Linked DNA regions of Mus musculus: region 1 is linked to region 2. Evidence: chromatin contacts called from public promoter capture Hi-C data. All regions are on one chromosome and are shown on one strand. Each heading gives the region's core, a stretch centred on a gene start, on an enhancer-like site or on the middle of the called end of the contact. The rest is flanking DNA. Distances are from core to core; before and after follow the strand shown. Region 1 holds the start of Serpinb1b (serine (or cysteine) peptidase inhibitor, clade B, member 1b). Region 2 holds the start of Wrnip1 (Werner helicase interacting protein 1).

Evidence for each region. Promoter capture Hi-C pulls out the DNA fragments that hold promoters and counts their contacts.
Region 1: a promoter capture Hi-C map of pre-B cells shows a contact between it and region 2, with 5 times the contacts expected there. The contact joins the promoter of Serpinb1b here to the promoter of Wrnip1 in region 2. A contact is called at or near these places in 14 of 39 promoter capture datasets (3T3-L1-derived adipocytes, the C10 cell line, the HPC-7 cell line and 10 more), 2 of 484 Hi-C or Micro-C datasets (CD8 central memory T cells and Th1 cells), 4 of 115 datasets of contacts at active chromatin or transcription factors (effector CD8 T cells, epiblast stem cells, memory CD8 T cells and 1 more) and 2 of 9 other capture datasets (adipose tissue and liver).

What each region holds. Positions count from the first base shown.
Region 1 is chr13:33,082,121-33,086,912 of GRCm38.p6, reverse strand. Serpinb1b (serine (or cysteine) peptidase inhibitor, clade B, member 1b) reads right to left here and starts at 2,810. Exons shown (of 7, transcript NM_173052.2): 1 at 2,696-2,810; 2 at 1,460-1,635. The coding sequence starts at 1,627.
Region 2 is chr13:32,800,629-32,805,051 of GRCm38.p6, reverse strand. Wrnip1 (Werner helicase interacting protein 1) reads right to left here and starts at 3,022. Exons shown (of 7, transcript NM_030215.3): 1 at 2,008-3,022. The coding sequence starts at 2,814. It also overlaps a transcript of Mylk4 not described here.

The DNA.
Region 1 (4,792 bases), core at 1,561-4,060, 280 kb before region 2:
TCTTCCGTCTGTTGTATGTCAAGAGGCCTCTGATGGTTGTGTGAGGTCTGGGCTGGTTACTCACTTCTAGAACACAAAATACAAAAAAGCATACAAGGTCCACAGTCTGTGCTAATCTCTGAGGTATATGCTTGTTAGAATGCACTTGCACTGAAATGGGGAGGAAAGGACATTAACATTATTGTTTCCTGAAGTTGTCAGCAGTAAAACCTTAACATTGAAGCAAACATAACCTATGAGAAGCAATAAGCAGCAGGTACAAAGTAGCCAGGCAGATCAATAAGGAAACACTTTGCCCACTCCTGCCTAGACTTCCAAAGGTGGCAAGAATTGTCCTCTCAGAATTAAGGAACACCGAGAGCACCCCACACCCATTAAGGAAGAATGGGGAGGGGGGCAAAGGTGACCTGTTGTCTCCCAGGGGTGGGGTGAGAGGATGTAGGTTCTGTTGACCAGGCCACTTTTACTTTCCCATTGCTAATCCTGCAGACCCACAGCCAGTCAAATCAGGCTGGAGAAAGGCACAGGGTTAAGCCTGGAAACACAGACAAATGGCTATCTTTTACCTTGTCCCTACAATGGGTACCACCACCAAGCTGCCTCCTGTAGCTTGTTCCCATATCTATATGCCTGAAGTTAGCATTGTTATGTTTTATAAAAGAGTGGCAGCAATCCCTGTCAATATGTTCCCCAGTAGGTATTAGCCATGTGACAATCCTAATAAAAAAGGGAGTGTAGGGGGGAAGGGAGCCAGGGAGCAGATGGGAGATTTGGAAAGAGGTAGAGGCAGAGAAAAAGAGGGACAGAGAAGGACAGAAAGAGAGAGATGAGAGAAAGAAAGGGGAAGAGACACTGTAAAGAGAGACAGAGAGGTGGGGAGAGGGAGAGGGAAAGAGAGGGAGAGGGAGAGGGAGAGGGAGAGGGAGAGGGAGAGGGAGAGGGAGAGGGAGAGGGAGAGGGAGAGGGAGAGGGAGAGGGAGAGGGAGAGGGCACAAGAGCCAAGAGCCCAACAGATTTACACTGGAGCCAGGCTCCAAATCTGGCTGTTGCTAGGCAACTGTTGGGCAGAGCCTAGAGGAATTGCTAACAGACACTGAATTACAGGCATGTTTCATAAACAGTGATGATCCATTCAAAAAGGAAAACAGGAAACCCATAGCTCTGAGGAAGTGCAGGGCTTACACAATTTACTCATGGAAGTAGGAGGCACTCAAAGCCCACAGGTCTTGTCCTTGTTTTTCTTCACTCTGTTTCCCCAAGTGAACAGAGACACTACCCTATGTTCACTCGAAGCTGCCGGTGAATGAATAACTGAAGGTTTTTGGGGGGTTGGGGTGGTGCGGGCAGTGATGGAAGGAGCAGAGGGATTAGGAGGAGGGGAGGGCTTTTGTGAAAGTCTGACTGCACCATGTCAGCAGAGATATGGCAGGGAGAGCTGGCCAGTTTGGCCTCTGCTAACCTTAGAGAGCTGGGCTGCAGTGCTGCCTTTGGCTCCCAGAAAGACCATGGCCAAGGAAGAAGAAATACTAAATGGAGAGAAGAAGATGTTTCCTGTGGGGCTGCTTTCCTTCAGTGTGTGGAACAGCTCCAAGGTGAAGAGGGTGTTCGCTGAACTCAGCTGCTCCATGGTGAAGGCTGCAACAGACAGGAGATCAGCTTTGCCAGCTACAACACTACCAACACCTATCACAGCTTTGCCACCCACCCCTAGCACCTGCAGTAGGTTAATCCGGCTCCCTCCAATTTTTCCAAAGAGGCAAGAATACTCCTCTAGGCACACAAAGCTGGGGCCAGATATGAGCAGTGACATGGCCCAGGGCCAAGGTTGTCTTATGGCTCTAACTTTCTAGACAGGTGTGTCTTAGGAGAAATTATGCTGGTGGTCCTGGCACAGTGCCCACACTACACAGCCTTCTGTCTGGAGCTCACACATCTCTCTCCCTGTGGGATGTCAGGTTCGAATTCATCTGTGCAATGAATCCAGAAAACCATATGGACCTACTCTGCATACAGGAGAATTCTCGTAAGATAACAATGTTATCATATTAGTTCTCAGTGGTTACAGTCCTCCATGCCTGAGGTCAAGGCTTTAGTCTCAGCTGGAATGAAATATGCAAATTTGGGTTTGCCACTCACTCTCCCTAGTCAGGCTATGGGTGACAGGGAAGAGAGACACTCTCCTGTGTCTATTTGGAAGGAAGCTGGTCCCTGAAGTGGGTAAGCAAGTCCTGCTTGGGACTCACTCCTAATCCATCTGGATCCTAAACTCAGAACTCCAGTTTGTCCAAGTACAGGCCATTCACAGCTGTGTATCTGTGGATGTTTAGCTACCAGGGCTACATCCAGTTATCATTTTTGAGGATCTAGGATCTCACCAGCTTCCTTCCCAACCTCCATCCCTGCAGCCAGGATTGAAGCTATGGAGCAGCAGGGCACTGTCCTCTCAGATAGAGGTTCAAAAAGCAAGCTGAGGGGAAAAACAAAAGCAAAACCATGACTGGGACAGCCTTCCTTCCTCTGGCCAAAGGCTTGGCTTTGGATGTGGCTGGGGAACCACATCGCCTTTCTTGGTCTGGTGTCACAACTAGGGTGAGGGTGAGGCATGGGGAGAGCATGCAGGTCCCAGGAGGACGTGCAGAGAGGTCTCCCACCCTCTTGCCAACCACCTTCCTGGGATGCTGCCCATGGCCCTTACCTCCTCTGTAGCAGCTCTGGCTCCACTTGCTAGAGACCTAGGAAGAAGCTCCCAAGGCCAGCTGCAGCCTTGACTCTGAAAGGAGAGTGTCTTACTGGCAAGCACAAGCTGGGAAGAGAGCTTTTTCTCCCCTGGTGAGTACTTAAAACTGTGCTTGCATGACTGACAAAATGAAAGCAGAAGATTGCAAGCGCCCACAGGGATCCATGTTCCTCCATTCCAGGCTATGCTCTACTTCTCCAAGCAGAGTACTTGATAAATTACTCCTTCCTGAGCTGTGAAAAGCCGAGAGGAAAAACATTCTCATTACCAATCAAATGATTCCTTTTTGAATTCCACTGAAAGACTGCAAAAATGCTAGAGATCCTTTTTTGTAAGGTGTGTGCATGGGGGTGTAGAGGCACCTTTGTGGCCCCTTGAATAAGGTCACAGTGCTCCAGTTTCTAGCTACACCTATGTATGAGAGAGAGAGAGAGAGAGAGAGAGAGAGAGAGAGAAGGAAGAGGAGGAGGAGGAAGAGGAAGAGGAAGAGGAGGAGGAGGAGGAGGAGGAGGAAAAAAAGTCCTTTATGTTGGGTTCCAAAGAAGCAACTGGCTAACTGTGGTACCTATTAGCACACCAAAATTCATTCTGGCTTCTATCTTCCATCAGTACCTGTAGCTCTTCTCAGTTTTTCTCACCTCTCCCCTGAACTAAACATCTCCTCCCTGGGGCCCTGGCTACTCTTCTGCAAGCTTCTCTTTCCTATGTAACCCTGCCATTTTTGGCCATTTGCTCTCTTGGCTATCTTGATTCTCTTCGCTCTTGGTCCCTTCTCCTGGTCCCCTCCCCTCTCACATCTTTTTCTCTCCTTTCCCCCATCACCTGGTGCAGTCTACTAACCATGTTTATCCCACATGGAACATGACCTCATCTCATTCACTTTACTGACCACTGCAGCCCAGTAAGGGTAATCACATTCTGTACAAACCTGACAGTTCTGGTAGTGTCTCCCATTACCATGAATGATCAGGTGGCCCTGCTAGTACTGAGTGGACTGAGCATCTGGAATCCCTGTTTCTTTTAGCCACCATTGGTATTCCTTAAAGGAAGGCGTCAGAGGAGGCTTCTTCACCAAGGCAGGGTCAGAGCTCCCATTTGGGCCACTGGAAGAACAGAGCTACAAGCAACCCCAAGATGTGTGCTCTAAAGAGCAGAGGTGGAAGAATGGCTGGCACACCAAAGCATGGTAGTCAGGAAGCTGTCCTGTCCAGCTCTACAGCCAAGCTTATTGTCCCTCAGCACTGCTGCAGGGCACTTCCTTCTGCTGCAAGTGCAGGGTTTGATGTGCATGCGCCCTAGTCAAATAGTGTCATCCCACTAGCAGGTCATTTGATGTACCATCTTCAGTTCCTGTTGGAGCCATGTTCTCTCCTTCAATAAAGCCATTGATGAGAGAGTACATAGTATGCAGACTTAACATGTTGCATGGGAGTGAGTTCAGTGTCATGGAAGGAAAATTACTGTTCCCAGCGAAGGAAGTCCCCTAAGATCTTAAAAGAACAACATTGTTCTTTTAAGGCTGGTCATGAATTCCCAATCTCCACTCAAATAACCAGTATATGTCCCCATTAGACATCAAGTTGTTTCCATTGAGTCCTTGTTCCCACCCAAGGATCTTTAGACAGTCCATTCATTCAGCTGCCACACTGACCAGGTGTCCAGGCTATTGGCAGTGATACCATAGTCAGTAAAAATATAGCTGGATGTGGCGGCAGAGGTGGCAAGTATGACGCTCATGATGTAGTGGGTATATTATATCCAATCTATGTCAGAAGACGTTCATAAATTGTCCAGAATGTCAGGATCCATCTTAGGACAAGCAAATAACTAGCAGGTGATCTTCCTGAGAGGACCACCTTAGACTGACCTCTACATCAGAATTCCAATAGGCAAGGTGCAGGAGAAAATAATTTTAGGAAAGATTCCTGTTATTAATATGCTTTTCCTGTTATTATTAAACATATATAACAATCGCTAGGTATTAGCCTACCTATTTTGAGCAGATCACTGTAGATCTACAAAAATGTACTATCTTGTAATGATGCTATATAGACA
Region 2 (4,423 bases), core at 1,773-4,272:
AGCAAAGCCAGGGTGACAGCTGTGACCTCTCACCAAAGAGAAAATTCTTTCTCCTTTGGCCAAGAGTATAATGCTAAAGGCCCCAGGATAAGAGCTGATCCCAGAACCAAGCTCAAATGGGAAGCCAGCAGATTAGCTGAGAAAAGCAAAATGAACAGCTTCTGAGGGAAATAAGCAGCTAGCATATGAGACAGCTACATGCCACTTGTGCACATCCACTCTACAAGGAAATTAAAAGGAGCAATTTGATCTTATTAGTACTTAGAAAACAAAGGAAAGACTCAAGAAAACCTTTTTAAAAAATAATAATAATTTGTTTTATGCAATAAGAGTGTTTTGCCAGCATGAATGTCTACACTATGTGTGTGTCTCTTGCCCTGGAAGGTCAGAAGAGAGGCTGTCAGCTCTCCTGGAAGGCGGCACTGGATCCCCTGGAACTGCAGTTACAGGTGCTTAGCACCATGTGGGTGCTAGGAATTGAACCTGGGTCCTCTGGCAGAGTAGTCTGTGCTCTTAACTACTGAGCTACCTTTCAGGCCCTCAAGAAAACTCTTAATTCAATATCTGGCACCGCTCAATAAATGTGTATTTGACACTACTAATACTACTGTTAGCAATTCAATATTTAAAATGGGAAGAAAAAAATAAGAGAGAGAGAGAAGGTTGCTTGCCGAATGACAAATTATCCCTGAATAGAAAGGTAGTACTTTATTTTCTGGAAATTGTACAGTTGAGTGTTACTAGACACTGGCGGCCTGGTAATAAATCCCAGCTTACCTGTGCCTTTTGGAATTAGGCTCCCCCATCATATAGGCTTGTAACTATCACCACATGCCTCACTGAGAAGCCTTGGCCTAGTAAATCTCTTGTACTCAATTCTCCATGACTCACCAGTCATTTCCCTGCAGACCTTTTCAAAGCTTACAAGCATCAATAGCTGACTATTTCCATGTCGTAACACAGATGTCAGAATTGCTACCAATGCTACTGACCGAACCCCTAAATGGAGTAACTACCATTAAATCTTGGAGGAGTGGGCAAGATGCTAACAGTCAGCACCCTAAGCAATCAGCATGTTATTTTGAGAGCTGGAAGTGTAGCTCAATGGTGGAGTAGAGTGCAAGGGCCTGGGCTTAAAAAAAAAATGTTATCTGGGTACATGTGATTTATGCTTGGCCAGAGAGAACATGAGTACAAGCAGACACAAAAGGAATGATGTATTCCAGCAAATAAAGAGGTGTGGCTGAGAGGAGCTGCAAAGGAAAACAGGATAAGCATCAGGAATGTGCTTGTGAATGAAGCAGTCTGAACCGTAAATTGAGAAGAGCTCTTTATAATCCTGGGCCCTTTCCTGACTGTCCACAGGACGGTCCGGGTATCCTATGAGCAGGACTGTCACTTCACCACATTTTCTCAAGTATTCTTCCAGTGACCTGTTCTCTAAACCCACGGTATTCTAACCAGTCTCCTCTGGCTGTGGCTAAAACAGAACATTGATGCTTTTCTCAAGCAGCAGTTGGTATGGGAAAGTTATGGAAATGCCTGTTGAAAACGAATCACAGAAGAGAGACTTCTATTAGTTCCAAAAACCAGTTAGAATAAGCCAATTAGTGGGAGAGGGGGTCAAGTATAATAGAAAAAATTTAATTAGTTTTCCACAACAAATGGAGCATACAAAATGTTTCTTCCCCAATGTTTGCAGCATGTCCCCTGCCTGGAATTGGGTCACTAAAAATCATGGATATGACCACAAAGATAGCTCAAATCTCTGTCCACATCTCTGCATAAACCAAGAAAATTGGGCATTTTCTTGTGAAAAACGCCCAACAAGGGGTCTGGGGAATCTGGGGAAATGGCATGCTTGCTTGCGTATTACAAACTCCGCTCACGCATCAGGACCGCGCCCCCAGGCCTCCCTCTCCAGAGGAGGGGTCCGGAATCTAAGGACCGCACCCGGCTCAGAATACCTCCGCGGCCCTTGGCAAAAACAGCAAGAGCAGCACTCACCTTACCGCAACCTGGCGGGCCCCACAAGATGAGCGAAGGGATCTCATTGGCCTCCAGTAGCGAGCGGAGCAGAGTCTCCTGCCCTACGGCCCTACTCTGCCCGATGTAGTCCTGCAGCGTGTCTGGACGCATCTTGTCAGCCAGCGGCTTGCCCTCCAGCATCTGTCGGATCTCCTCCGCCGCCAGCGCCCGGGGATGCGCGCGGCCCGCGCTGACTCCGAACGAGGCGTCGGCGGCGTCCGCATCCCAGTGCCCGGGATCGTCCTCACCGTCCACGTCCGCGTCGCCATCGCCGTCCACCCCCGCCTCCTCCTCCTCCTGCGCCTCCGCCTCATCCCAGCTGCGCGGGGATGCGCTGCCTGCGGCGGCTGCAGCCGCTGGTCTCTTCCCCATACCCTTTCTGGCGGGGCTGCTGGAGCGGGCCACCGGGAAGTCCGGGATAAGGCGCGCACCGCTGGGCGTGGGCGGTGCGTCGTAGCTCTCACGGCTCTCGGTCTCGCCGCCGTCATCGCCCTCCTCGCCCTCGCCTTCGCTGCTTTCGGCCGCCGTCGGGGTGGCGGGCTGCTTCAGCGCCGAGCTCTCCGACAGTCGACGCCTCTTGGCGCCGGGTGGCGAGGGCCCCTTGGCCCGCTCCCCAGCGCGGTGAGAGCCGGCCGCTGGCTCCGCGTGCCCCGCAGGGTGCAGCAGCAGGCAGCGGTCCAGGTGCGAATTGATGTGCGCGGCGGGCATCATCTGCTGGCACACTGGGCACTGCACCTGGTGCAACTGCGACAGGAAGGGGTCGTCTTCCGGCCCGCTCACCTCCATGGTGGCAGCTGCCCTCCCTGGCGCCCGTGCGGCTGCACCTGCCCCTGAGAACGCCGATGCCCGCCGCTAGGCCCGGTGCCGCGCGACCCTCGCGCGGGTAGGGAGCAGGACACGCACGGGCCGAGGGAGGGCGCCGCTCATGCCTCACGTCCTGAGCTCCCGCGTCAACTCGCCCTCGGCCCGCAGCTGGCAACGCCTCGCGAGTCGTGTCGGGAAGTGTAGTCCAAAGCGGGCAGAAGACTCCGCAACCCGATGCCCCCAATCGCCGCCGGCAATTTCTCGCATTGAACTTTGGGAAATGTAGTTCTCCGTCACAACAGGCCCTCTCGTCTTCTTCGGTCCCTGGGAAGAGCCTTTCTGTGGCGCTGCTTGGATAGGCGTGGTGCGCGTGCGCATGCCTGCTCAGTACCGGAAACAACCGCCTTCGAGTAAAACCCAAGCGGAGGGAACTTGGGAACCTGGCTTTCCAGGATTTTGGCCTTCTGGGTGCGGAACTAGAAATGCTGTCATCAGGGAGAATATTTGTAATAAAACTAAAACGAAGTGGAAATACCCCAGAAGTGCCTAGGAAGCTGGAGAAAGGGCTTCGACATAAACACACAAGAGCTACACAGGTAGACAAAGTTCAATTCCGAAGGCTGCTCAAGGAAATGCAATAAAAGGGATTCCCTCCCCTGTGCCCCTTAATTTTACTTTAGGACCTGTCGCCCAAAGTACTTGCTTAATAGTTATCTCTAGCTGATATAATAGTCGTAAACTGAAAATCACCGTTGTATCCCAATAACAAAATGATGGCAGGCAGTCCTTAAAGGTATTTCCAGCAGACAGGAGCAGGAAATGAGTACAATAGGCATTTATAAATGTATATTCTCTGGGTGTAGTGCTGTGTACCTTTAATACTAGTACTCAGGAGGCACTGACAGGTGGATCTCAGAGTTTGAGGCCAGCGTGGTCTACATTTTGAGTTCCAAGTCAGCCAGGGCTACATAATACAAAATTGTATTTTTACTTTTGAAAAGCAAATTTAAAAAGTTAGTGTGGTAGTCTACATCCATGTATTACTGCTTATGATTTTATTATGCTTTTCTGTAAGTTACTCCTTGGAAAGATGCAAAAGGAGCTGGAGAGGTGGCTCAGTAGTTAAGAGCACTTGCTGCTATTGTAGGTTCCTCTTTCAGTTTGCAGCACCAGGTCAGAGGATCTGGCTCCTTATTCTGGCCTCTGGGGGCACTACACCTAGGTAATGCACAGTCATACATGCAGGCAAAACATGTAAATATAAATGTAATACATCTTTTAAAATATTTAAATACATATAGGTAGATTGAGAGGAGTGTGACTTGTTAAGTTGCTAAGGCTGGAATTCTCAACCTGTACCTGGGGGCTACCAAAAACATCAAAATTTTATTATAATTGATTATTGCTGATAATCAGAAATTAAATGTGTTAAGGGAAAGCAAAGACTTATGAATCTTGTCAAAATTTGAGTGTGTATTTACTTTACCACCCAACAGTATACAGCAAGTTACAGTAGAAACTTTTTATTTACTGTTTTCCCACTGAAGGTTTAGTTATCTTATGCTATGAAGTAAACTGGCAATAGCTAATG